Linked DNA regions of Bombyx mori: region 2 is linked to region 1. The links are chromatin contacts, called in public Hi-C maps. All regions are on one chromosome and are shown on one strand. The core of a region is the stretch at or near the end of the contact, and the rest is flanking DNA. Distances in the headings are between cores, read along the strand shown. Region 1 overlaps LOC101740804 (protein flightless-1). Region 2 overlaps LOC101741177 (huntingtin-interacting protein 1).

Region 1 (6,568 bases), core at 2,933-5,432:
GCACTAAGCACACTGTCCGAGTACTGAGTAACAACTAACTCATAAATACAATCGTAATTCTAAACTGCGCGCAATGTAACTTAAACATTTATACAATGTTATTGTCTTAATATACATATTATGTGTATAATTCTATGTGACTGTACCGTAAATGGTTAGACTGATCTTGACGAAACTTTTGTTGTTAATTTTCTTTCTCTACCTATTCGCTGGCAGGTGAAGGGACTATTCCTTAGCAAGTTTAATCCTAGTCCTAACCCTAGCCCTAGCAAGAGCAGTGCTTAGCAAAATCTACCACCGGATCCGAATCGCGTCCCAGTGAAAAGATAGGGCGAGAAACTCAGTAGACTGTGATTTTGTGTTCTAGTGAATTCGAGAATAGTTTAGATTTTGGTATTGAAGGCATGTGGTACACGACGTCTGTCGCGTCCGTTGGTTATATGTAAAGTAATAATTATTATAAATTTTATTATAAATGTGGTAGTCTCTTTCTTGGGATCTGTTTGATTTCGACTTTTTTATTGAAATACAAATAGGAGGCTACAGAATAAATACCTTTCAGGAAGGCGTCTGCTCGATAGACCGACTATCCGTACGTTGTTGTTCGCAGCTTGTATACAAATAACGTTAGTATGTGCCTTTTATTTTAAAGTAATTTACGTATGTATATACATAAATTTTTTTTTTAAATATTAATTTTAAAAGAAATCTTCATCCTAGAAATGATCGAGCAGATATCTATTAAGCATTACAATCCAAAAATTGGATTTCATTAAGTCTCTAAAATCGACTAAATCAAAATAGGGTTGTGATCAAACAGCGAGTCCAAAGTGCAGGTACTGCCAGCCCAACCCAGTTACAAATAGTAGAAATGTGTTTTATTGCTCCTGTAGACTGACGAGCATCAGGGCCCATCATGGTATAGGGTTACCATCGCCCATGGACACCAGCAATGCCAGGGGCACAGTCAGCTCACTGCCTACCAAACATGTTATTTTAGATCAGTTACCGGGTCGTCGACCGTGAAGAACCCTGACGGAGTGTGGCTGCCCTGGATGTAGACCGGCGGGGTGGGGAACAGCGCCATGAACTCGGGGCTCTCGTCGCCCTGCTCGTGGCGCCGCGTGCGCTTGGCTCCCAGCAGGTTGCGTAGGTTAACGGCGTGCATTGCGGCGCAGGCCCCCTTGTCTAACTGCGAACAAGGTTTTTTTTAAAGGGATTTTATGACCTGGTAACTAAGACCTTTAGGTCAAGCCTAATTTTAATTTATAATCTTATTTTTATGAAAAATAATAACATGAAGTGAAATGAAATGAAATGAGATGATATAGTATGAAATATAATCTCAATAAATGGTGGTAATTTACTGAGACTTTCTCAGTGGACTTTTTGGAGGATCCCGAGAAGTTACGTTCAGCGGCTTTGTTTAATTTTCCCACATTTGTGCACTTTTACAGATACTAAGCAGTTATGAAACCACCATTATTACACATTTAAACCTGAAGAAACACTAAATAGACAAAATAAAACAAATCACACAACTTCAATCCTCGCGTTCCCGCCAAAAAGTCCGCTAACAACGTACGCTTTACATTGATGACAAAGTACAAAATCTTCCGAATCGCTCATTGCTGAAGGTCCCCACTTCGATAAAGCGGCACGACACGAGAACCCTTAGCTTAGGTATTACGAGCTTATGAGGAGGGAGTCTCCTCCCGGTGATGGTCACGGGGCGACCTAAGGGGGTTGAGACTGCGCCGCACGCTACCGTCACTCTAGCGCGCTGGCACCAGGAGGACGGGACGGCGCTTCGGCGGCTGCGGACTGCGATGCGGTCCGCATTTTCGTCGTCGCTGTCGTCGCCGAACATACTGTTGAAGAGCAACCCGGTCGGGATGTATCGCGTTCCGACCCGGCAGGCTGGTTCTGGCCCAGCCGGGTATCCCGGAACACCAGCGGCGCCGCCGTACCGCGGAGACTGACGTCGTTGGTCGTCGACTATCGCCTCGACGACCCGTCGGTCGGGCGTCCTCGGGGTGGCGCCGCGTGTCTGGTTGTAGTGTTGACCGCGGGAACCCCCCTACTCTGAACGGGTTCTGACCCCGGACGGAGATCGGACGTCGGGTGTAAGAGTGCAGGGGAGTCGTTTAGTGGGTGGGCCCTAAAATCCTTGGGCCCGCGATCTGCTCTCAACACCTGCAGATCGTTGAGTCTCACATACCCCGCGTCACATACACGCCCCCAGGCGCGGGGACCTCGTAGGAGGTTCGGCCCTCGGCCAGAGAAAAAAAAAAAAAAAGGTATTACGAGCTTAGGTAGGGAAAAAGAGGTCGTGTCTAGCTTGAAGCGTCAATCACTCGTTGCACTATGCTTCGCCACGTCTGCCTGTCCGCAGCGGTCTTTTTAGCCTCGGCTATTGACAGGCCAATACAACAAAATAGTACAGCATTAATGAAACTTCATAATCATTGAATGAATTCCACTTACAGTAGCTTTGGATCCGATCCAAAAGTGTATGTCCCATGACAGCTGTCCTTGCTCTTCCACGGCTGTCTTCAGCACGATGTAGCAATCACCTTCGAAGAATTTCCCGTGAGCGACCTGTGCATGTGTGTGCAGGTGTTCAGTATATAAATTTGTATACGAAGGACTTTTAACACGATCTGTCCGAAAAACTAATAGTAATATTGGCCGTGAAAATTTAGGAAAAATAATTATTGTTTTAGGATTTACGAAATTTAAATTTTAAGGAATCATTTGTAATACAAAAAAGAGGAAAATCGATTACTTTTTCAACGGAAATATTATTATTTTTTAAATATTTTCATTATTTCCATTGATCCCATATAATAACAGGAGGCACTGTGTTCATTATTTTTTTAACTAACACACACAGACATTAGCGCCCCTGGCTGCTGGGCCGAAGGTCATCGATTCGATAATCAAGCAAACATTCGTGCGAAGACAGATTTCTTTGTCCAGCATTTGGGTATTTAATATATATTTAAACGAGATTTGCGGGAGATTATTGATTAAAACGAGTATCAAATTGAATAACTTCAAACCTCATCAACAGGAGCCGGTATGAAGTTCTCGATCTCCCACACCTGTAGTCCAGGAGTTTGACCCGTGTCTTCGTCGAAGAACTCCGAATAGTCTAGCGGGGGCTTCTCTAAGCTTTCGTCCCAGCGTTTTGGTCTACAAACCAAATGCACACATATTCAATAAAGCAATCGTTTGCACACGCAACTATCGCTCTCCCCACTACTGTCATAATTACTGTTAGTAATTAGGCAAAAATCATATTCGACCCTGCGGATCGAATGGTAAACAGTCGCCCTAAACACGCCACCCGTCGCTTGCGACAAAGAGTTCGGCGAGTAAATTAACCAACAGACACAGCCCACTGAGTTTGTCGCCGGATCTTTTCAGTTGCGTTTCCGCTCCGGTGGTACTTTCTGCGAAGCACTGCTCTTGCTAGGGCTAGTGTTAGCAGCGTCCTCAAGTTAGAGCCCCGTGAGCTCACCTACTCTTTTAGTTGGCATAGCCCTCTAACGGCTATCAGCTTAGGAAGGGATAAAAATGCCAATTAAATTTTTTGCGGGTTTTTTATTACACCTTGTAATTCGTTGATCGTGGAAATCAATCGTGAACATGAGTTAAGTACGTATTTTATCAAAAAAATTGGTACTTGCCTGCGGGATTCGAACAGACATGGTTACTCGTGGTAGGACCTCTTGTGAGTCCGCACGAGTAGGTACCACCACCCTGCCTATTTCTGCCATGAAGCAGTAATGTGTTGGAAGGGTGGGGCAGCCGTTGTAATGTCTATGGGCTCCAGTAACCACTTAACATCAGCTGGGCTGTGAGCTCCATACATCTAAGCAAAAAAAAGACATGTTAGATGATAATAGATGTATTTTTAGACTAAATTAGATCAGTGTGCTTAGTGCGAGTTTTTTAACGTTCTCGATAGCGTGAAAGTTAGCTCATATTTGTATGGAATGGGATCGTTTGCGTACGTTTGCCGCTAGGGGCGCTGTTCCAATTGCATACAAAATTGCCTTAACTTTTACGTTATCGAGAACGTTAGGAAACTCGCACTAAGCACACAGGTCGTACTGACTTGAGTTCGCTGTGTCGTTGGTCGAGCACGTTGTCGCCGTGCTGCGTGTTGGCTTGCTCCTGCATGCCGCGCAGGATCAGCGCCGAGTCCTTCTGCTCGGGCTCGGGCCGGCCGCGACGTAGGCGGAGCTTGCGAGCTATCGGATCCGACTTAACGCCTGTGTCGACATTACACGTTCGTGATAGGTAGCTATTACTCATTATAGTTAAACACGTTGACTGCCATGTAGATCACCGGCGCCCTACGCTGCGCACTAAAGTTATCATGTTGATTTCTGTTAAGGCCTAACTTTGCCTTCTTTTGTTTGCTATGTCTATGTCTTTTTCGGTCTTTTAGAAATAGATTCACTCTCAGTATCTGCGAATTCGTCTTTCCCGAAGTCTATTAGATATTCCGGCGCATTAGTTAAAAGATCGAAATCGATAGAATTACTTCAGTGCGCCGCGTAAGGCACCGGTGACCTACACGGCAGTCAATGCGTTAAAGATATAATATACTATTTATTCCGAGAAAAGGTACATTTTCGATCGAAGCGGTTTAAATTACTCGGTAAACCGACGACCCATATGTCATTCTATGATAGCTACCGCTAAATTGGTTGCTTTGTTTCGTAAATCGATTATCGTATATCGATTGATAAAAAATGTATTTCGAGTTGAAACATTAGTTAATACTTATGAAGGTTCATACAGTACAATTGAGATTTTAAGACAATGACCAAACCAACCACTAAAGACAAGCACGGTAAGCAGCGGCTTGGCTTTGCCCCTGGCATTGCTGACGTCCATGAGCGACGGTAACCACTCACCATCAGGTGGGCCGTATGCTAGTCTGCCTATACGGCAATTTATAAAAAAAAAACAGGCAAGAACGGTAATTAATTTGTTTGTTTATACTTTCAACCAAAATTAATACTAATATAAATTTGAAGCAGTTTTGTTTAAGCAAGAGCTTTATTTCTTAGGTATAGTTGGCTTTTGACTTATTAAATTACACGGATGATTTCTTACTGCTGGTTGTTGTGCTTTCAGCTGACGCAGCCCCGGCCAGTTGAAGCTGAGCTTGCAACGAGAAGTCAATGTTGTAATACTGCAAGCCAGCTCCCCTTGGTCTTTCGACGGGCTTCGGAGGCATTACGAGATCAGGGTTTCCGTGAAGCTGAAGACTTTCCAGATCGCTTAGAAGGTGAACGGCGTCGGGGAGAGTGATCAGCTTATTGCAACTCAGATTCAACTTTTTTAGCGCGCCACATCTGTCGTTGAAAAGACAAACAATGTATTTATAAACATGAAAAATAAAATGGTGGACATCTTTGATTTTAAATTTACAAATGTTGAGCGGTTTTCGTATATTTTATTTGTAAACTAGAAACAATGCCGTATAAATGACATGTCCTTCTTCAAACGAGGCTTGTGGAGAGTATTAAACGGTAGGCAGCGGCTTGGCTCTGCCCCTGGCATTGCTAAAATCCATGAGCGACGGTAAGCACTCACCACCTGAAGGCCGTGTGCTCGTCTGCCTACAAGGCCAATAAAAAAAGAATATTTTTTTTGGCAAAAATAGATACGACCTTCTGGGTTCTGTTGTTGAGATTTATTTACTAAGGACACAACAGCCCAAATTACTTTCTTAACTTGTATGCATTATTTAGATTAGCAGCATGCAAATTGAAGTAATTCTAAATTATTACCGTTATATCGCTGGGAAGTTCTCAGTCTCAAAGTATACAAATACCTAAAGCAAGATGCGGCTGAAAAATGCTCACCTACACAATCCTTCCGGTATCATCTCCAGTAAATTATTAGCAGCTGAGAATACTTCCAAAGCGCCAAGTTTCCCAATTCCAGATGGTATGCCTTCAAAGTCAAGTTTATTGTCGTCTACATGTAACCTCCTTAAGTTCTGCAGCTTACATAAAGACGCCGGAAGTGATGTCAGATTGTTTCTTGACAAATTTAAGCTCTCTAGTTTCTGCCATGTATCCATTGCTGCGTTTAAATAATACACAGTTTAATTATTTAAAAAAGCATGCTTGACTAGCAACAATTAATTAATTACCAATAACCAACAATTAATTTACTGTTTTTTTCATCGTATGGGCACCGGTCAAGACATTAGAGTGATTTGGTGCGGTGGAGTTCTAAATTTTTTTTTTTCATCAGTCCTTGAGACATGTTCTAATTTTCAAGTTAATCGGACGTTTTGGAAGTCGGTGAAAATACATTCAAAGATTCCGTTACAAACAATCAGAACAAGCTTATTAAAGCGCTTTAAAAATGAAACTTTATTTAATAATGATATAATTAAAAAAAAAATTACAATAAACTAAAGGTCGGCTAGCCGCGGCTCTGACACCTAGGCCACGGCTCTTCCGCGAAATGTTCAATCCAGGCATGGAATATACTATCTTGACTATAAGAGTACGAGTAAACATTTTTGAAA
Region 2 (6,568 bases), core at 3,049-5,548, 96 kb before region 1:
AACCATGTTTACAATAAGTGAGCTGTTTAGGCTTAATATACTATTTGACATTGGACGGTAATGGGTAAATTGTAAAAAATAATAATCTAAGACAAGTTTTTTAACAATAATTATATACGCATTTCCATTTTATATAAAAATTATGATTCTTAGATCAGTAATTTCTTATAAAATGCTAGAAAAAGGCTGTAAAATGCCCTTATGTTAAAAACAAGAAAGAAAGTAAAGAAAACCCCAATTTGTGTTAGTTTACGTAATATTTTAAAACTCTGTATGGTAGTTTTTTTTCCAATGTTTAAAATAATTTCTAGTGCAATGTAATTAAGGTACAATTACTCTAATTTTTTAACTATCATCGATCATGTTCCGCATGTTACAACTTGATTGCGTACGGTGTCTGGGCTATCCTACGAATTCTATGTTAATTATTTTAAGTTTTTATAACATCATACAGGGTAGAAATATAAACGAATTATTCGTTATTGTGTAGTAGATGAGTTTTAATTTTAGTGAAATTTAAAATACTATAAAGTAAATGAAATTACAAATTATACAGCGCCCCCCTAACCCACATCAACGCCCCCCATTTTTTCCTGGGCCCCTTAACGCCCCCCTCTAGGTTTCAAACGCCCCCAGGGGGGCGCTATCGCCCACTTTGAGAAAGACTGGTCTAGAGCAACGATAATCACTCCCCGCGACCGTGTGGTTGGTTTATTAATTTTCTATTTCTAACAACTATATTACTGTTGTTCAGTTGTAATTTTTTTTAAATATAAAATGTGTATATGTAATGTATAATTTTTATGTAAAATTTATAAGTAAAACACACATTTTTTCATAACTTATCAAGTTATCACGCACACCGTGCTAATCTTTGTCGTGTTTAGTTTTCACCCTACGCGATTCAGTTGGCAGGTCGAGTTATCAGTGTTTTTTACAAGCGTTCCGAGATAGAGCACCGCGTGTATATTGTCAGTTATGAGATAAACGAAAAAGCTTTTGGATTTAATTAAACTTTGAAATAAAACGCACAATTTCGGTTGAACTATATTTACTGCATCCAATAGAAAGTAATAATATTAAGTTTGAAACTTCCATTGATTATGGTAATTTTTATTGTTTTTTTGCATAAAATCAGTAAAAATAGAAATTAATACACTGTGTAGTTTACTATTCGTTGATTTATGATACACATTTATTAGATTACGAAATAGTTTTTTTTTTTTTATATTAGATACATAAAAATACATAAAAACTTAACTTTTTTAATATATATTTTTTTAATCTTAGTCTCATTCGCTTAAAGCTCAATATCGTGGGAATCATATTCAGAGGAGGCTTAACAATCCAGTGAAATGCTTATTTTATAGTAAAATTTGATTTCAGATTAAACATCATGGTTATCATGATTAAACAACATAACTAAATATATAGAAAAAAAAAAACATCTTAATGTTTCCAGGAATTACTATTTTCTTTTATATACAGGGTGTAAAGAACTATTCCCAAAAATAGAGACACAGAGAGAGCTGAAAAAAATAATTCTCAAATTTATTTCAATTTTTGCAATTAAAATCCTGACGTGGAAATCTATACTTAATTATGGAAGGCGCCTTAAGCTTCATTTTTTAGCTTTACGACTGGAACTAACTAAACTTTTTTTTTTATATAAGCAAAATGTCGAGTTCCGCTTGAGGTAAAGTTTCTGAATTTTTCGACTTTGGAAACGAATATTTCACACCGTGTTTTTTTTATAGCCCTAGATGGGTGGACGATCTCACAGCCCACCCGGCGTTAAGTGGTTACCGGAGCCCATAGACATCTACAACGTAAATGCCGCCACCTGCTATGTTCATTACAACTGCGGCCAAGTTCTATGTTACTAAACGATTTTATTCCTACATTATTACAAATGTAGACCATTTTCGTTGTAGCTACCTTACAAAATACCATAACATGGAATACATTATTTTCCTTCTCCTTATCCCTGATTAACAAATTTGTTACTAATGTTGCGTGAAACCGTTTTGCCAATAGGGATGTCTACAAATTTTCGAAACTGTGTTTAGTATTTAGTACTAAGAGTTTAAGTGACACACAATTGCGGTAGGCAGCGGCTTGGCTCTGCCCCTGGCATTGCTGAAGTCCATGGGCAACGGTAACCACTCACCATCAGGTGGGCCGTATGCTCGTCTGCCTACAAGGGCAATAAAAAAATAAAAAATTTAAAAAACAAAAAAATAGTATAAAGTAATTAATCGGGAAATTACATTTTAAAAGTAGTATTTTTTTTCTGGCAACCTCTACAATTGAACGAAAAGCTGGCTATTATCTGCCTATTTTTGCTGCGAAATTGTCAGATATTTGTTATTCTTAACAACACTTTCCAAAATTCTTCAATATCCTAATATTTGTAGAACATATACATAGACTATACAAAAGATTAAATTAGTATAAAATAAAAACTCTCTCTAGATACTAAAATATTGTCGATTACAATGACATACAATCGTCTATAAAAAATTACTAAAAGTTTTGTTACTTGGATCAATTTTAATTCATATTCAATTTGATGTCAATTTTGTGGCTTCATACAAAAATGTTTTATAAAATATTTCAGTCTGTATCGATATTGTTTTTGCATAATTGGTGTTTCCTCAAAATATATTCCTAATGAAATCACTCCTTCCCGTTGGTTATGCTTCCATTCTGAAAGAATATAACAAATATTAATTTAAGGTTAGAAGCTTTCTAAAGTTACTGGTGGCAGGACCTCTTGTGAGTCCACACGGGTATGTACCACCGGCTCGCCTATTTCTGCCGTGAAGCAGTAATGCGTTTCGGTTTGAAGGGTGGGGCAGCCATTGTAACTACACTGAGACCTTAGAACTTATATCTCAAGGTGTGTGGCGCATTTACGTTGTAGATGTCTATGGGTTCCAGTAACCACTTAACACCAGGTGGGCTGTGAGCTCGTCCACACATGTAGGAAATAAAAAAATAATAAAAAAATTGGATATGTATGTTGGACTTCAGTATTACGCTTCACATATATCAAATTTTATATCTATGTTAATCTATTGTTAAATATTTTTTATAGAAAACTATAATATTAATGTTCGTAGGTGCTTGAAAATCAGTATTGTCAAGATTTCGAACAGGCAACCGAATTTGTGATAACACAATGTAGACATTACGTTGCAGTATATCTTAATTAAACTGAACAAAAATTCCATTCTAACTACTACTATAATTTTTTTGATTTAAAAATCTAATAAATACATTCTAGCAATACGAATAAATCACGTCAAGCTAAGCATCATTATACCGTGTAATTAATAACATTATTAACATTAACATTTGACTAACGATCAGCTCCGGCTTTCGGCTAAGATAAGCGGCGTTTGTTCCATTCCGTTAAAACTTCAAAACATTTTTTTAGTACGATCAACGTACAGTAGATGGCGCTAAATGTTTTCGACAAACAATCGTATTTCGTGTATCATTTACTCTTTTCGTGATGATATTTCGTGCGATTGTTGGCACTTTGAAAAGATTTTAGGCATTTACCAACAACGTAAGGAACGCTTCAATAAATTCGTTATTAAATTTTTTCTTAATGATGGCGAATTAGGTAATATACTAGTCGTCCCCTGGTAGTCAAAATTCGACTATAATTAATTGAAATCATAAGTTTGTACACTATTACATACCATTGTTAAAGATTATTATACTTCTTTAATCACAGAGATCGCCAAGACTACACTTTAGTCAAATATTAATAAAGAAAAACAGTATTTATTTAATCTATTCTCAATTTAACCACAGATTTTAAGCAATAAGAAAAATTTGATAACAAATGCATGCATGAATGTCTGTGTCAAATACATGGTAGAGGTAATGTTTTTTTATACTGATTTAATGTATTTTTAAGCATAATTAAAAAAAAATTAACATTCTGCACTCCTCTATATTTAGTATAGGTGAGGGAAATTTCATACTCCTCCGTCTGTGTAATCTTTTTATTTGTATTTATTGCTTATATGGGTGGACGAGCTCACAGCCCACTTGGTGTTAAGTGGTTGCTGGAGCCCATAGACATCCACGACGTAAATGCGCCACCCACCTTGAGATATAAGTTCTAAGGTCTCAAGTATAGTTACAACGGCTGCCTCACCCTTCAAATCGAAACGCAAAAAGGGGTCCAAAGTTTTTGCTTCACGTATGAACATATATAGGTACAGTTACCTCTTCTTGTTGCGCGAGCAGGTAGTGTCGCTTCCGCAGCGCGGCGAGGCGAGCCCGCTCCGCGTCCAGCGCGCTCTCCAGCTCCAGCGACCGCACCTTGCTCTCCATCTCCAGGATACGCGTCGCCGTCAGCGTTAGTGCCGACGTGTCTAGAGCTTCTGTTTCGATGGTAACAATACTCATATGAGAGAAATATTAGTAGGAAACTTTTTGTATTTTTAAAAAAAATCTATATTGTAATAAACAGAAGCTATGTTCGTTGAGTAGGTCGCGTATATAAGGGTGCGTTCCACTAAGCGCCCGCAATCACATCACTAATATTAAATAAAAAAAAATTATTATAATTTTTTTCAATATACATATATCGGTTAAACAATAATTAGTTAAGTCTATTTTCAAGATTTACAGATTATAACCTAACCTCTTGTTGTGAACGCTTAGTGGAACGCATCCTAAGTAGGAGTGTCACAGTGGTCGCTTACCCCGGCCACCGTCCTCGTCGAACCCGTCGCTTGCGACGAAGGGCTCGTCGAGTAAATTAACCCATAGACACAGCCCACTGAGTTTCTCGCTGGATCTTCTCAGTGGGTCGCGTTTCCGATCCCGTGGTAGATTCTGCGAAGCACTGCTCTTGCTAGGGCCAGTGTTAGCAACACTCCCGGTTTGAGCCTTGTGAACTCACCTACTGTGGCGGGTAGCCATCATACAACGCAAGATAATTGACAGATGCCTGAATCTCGCTTACATTTTCAAGATAAGCTTGCATATATACAAGATCCGAACAACAACATTCGGACCGTCAAATATCACCCGCTCGGTGGAAATCTTCCCTCCGTCGTTTAAGCCTCCAAACTTACTAGTTCGGTGAATCTAGAATAACCCCCCCTCGAGGTTACTAGAATAGGTAGGAAAACAAAAAAAGTCGCTTACTAGACTTGCGCAAAACATCACTTCTCAATGTAATGTGATATGACATCACTTTTACAGACAGGTGATATTACTCGAAAACATTACACATCACTCTTAACATTACTCGGTGCGTTCAATAGATACTGTGATGAATACATTGTATCTATACACCCGAATCATTACTTAAGTGATGTGTTCATACTTTGTATTATAATACACTGTTATATTACTTGACAGAGATTGACTTATTTAATAATATAATAATTTTATTTTTTACTTAATATAATTTATTGTGGGATGAACGGATTTCATATGGCGACTTAGACTGCAAATTGAGCTCGACGATAATGTTAATATACGAGAGCAGTAGACGCATTGTTTCGGCGCGGTCTCCTCAAAATGCATCCAAAGAGGACAGTACTTTCATTTAGACGCCATTCTTTCTTTCACTTATTAAACACGCATTAAAACAAATAATAAAACTATCTTCAAACAAGTGCTTAAGTAATTCAAACACAAAAATTTATATGAAATATTACTAAACAATTACGAGCGACTAGCGATTTTACAAAAGTTGCGAATAAAAAATTAAGTAACTACTTGCGGGGAGCTACCGGCTGGCCGCATGAAAAATATAAACACAAATACCTATATTAAAATTCAGACGTACCATAGGTATAAAAATGTACCTAGCGGCCAGGGCATACGGTTCAAAATCACTAGGAATAATTCCGTGTCGCTTGCTCATTTATTTTGCGTAGATCGGTCTGTCTCGCTCGCTCGGTTCCGTTCGTGTATCAAGCAACAGCAACATTACACGACAAAGAAAGAAACATGTTGGGTGATAGCTTCGCTAGAAGTAATAGTGTTCTGTGGGTGATAGTGTGATGTTTGTTTCCTTCGCGTAATGTGTGATGTTGCATTACATCGTAGAGTAATATTACCGGAGTAATATCACTCGCATTACTTACACATGTCTATCGCTTACCCTGTTCGTTGAGTCGCGCGGAGGCGGCCCGCACGGCGCCCACCAGCGCGCCGGTGGCGGCGGCGACCCCGCGCGACGCCTGCGTGAGGCGGGTGAGGGCGGGGGTCTGCGGGGGGGCGCGCGCGCGGGAGGCCGCCACGAGCTGCGCGGTGCTGCCCGCCACCTCGTGCGCCGCCGCCGACACGCCCTCCATGCGCCCGCTGCCGCCCACCGCCTCGTCCGCTGACGATCTGTTGTGGAACAACTTGAACGTAGTGCCAGTGAGAACTCACAAAGAGAAGCGAAATCAGACATCGCTTGGGATGGTCCGTCGTTTGCTTAATAATCGATGACACTTATTATCTATCTATATTATTCGTGGAAGTCCAGAGGTTTAAAAGGTGGATAAATATGAAAATTCTGGCAATTAAATAAAAATATCAA

What was found. Hi-C and Micro-C count contacts between places; a contact is called where the count stands out from the background.
Region 2: a Hi-C map of whole pupa shows a contact between it and region 1, with 2.2 times the contacts expected there. The contact joins two enhancer-like sites. A contact is called at or near these places in 3 of 7 Hi-C or Micro-C datasets (middle silk gland, posterior silk gland and whole pupa).

What each region holds. Positions count from the first base shown.
Region 1 is chr8:11,926,500-11,933,067 of ASM3026992v2, reverse strand. It overlaps LOC101740804 (protein flightless-1), which reads right to left. Exons shown (of 23, transcript XM_038012422.2): 6 at 5,892-6,114; 7 at 5,137-5,378; 8 at 4,127-4,283; 9 at 3,066-3,198; 10 at 2,488-2,601; 11 at 1,010-1,192. Among protein-coding and RNA genes, the nearest start is that of LOC101740804, 6.4 kb to the right of the region's middle. Within about 2 kb of position 4,182, at least 2 of the 8 cell types and tissues checked have open chromatin away from gene starts, as enhancers often do.
Region 2 is chr8:12,022,706-12,029,273 of ASM3026992v2, reverse strand. LOC101741177 (huntingtin-interacting protein 1) reads right to left here. Exons shown (of 24, transcript XM_012695512.4): 22 at 6,146-6,375; 23 at 4,249-4,406; 24 at 1,035-2,709. The coding sequence ends at 2,680. Among protein-coding and RNA genes, the nearest start is that of LOC119628803, 3.3 kb to the left of the region's middle. Within about 2 kb of position 4,298, at least 1 of the 8 cell types and tissues checked has open chromatin away from gene starts, as enhancers often do.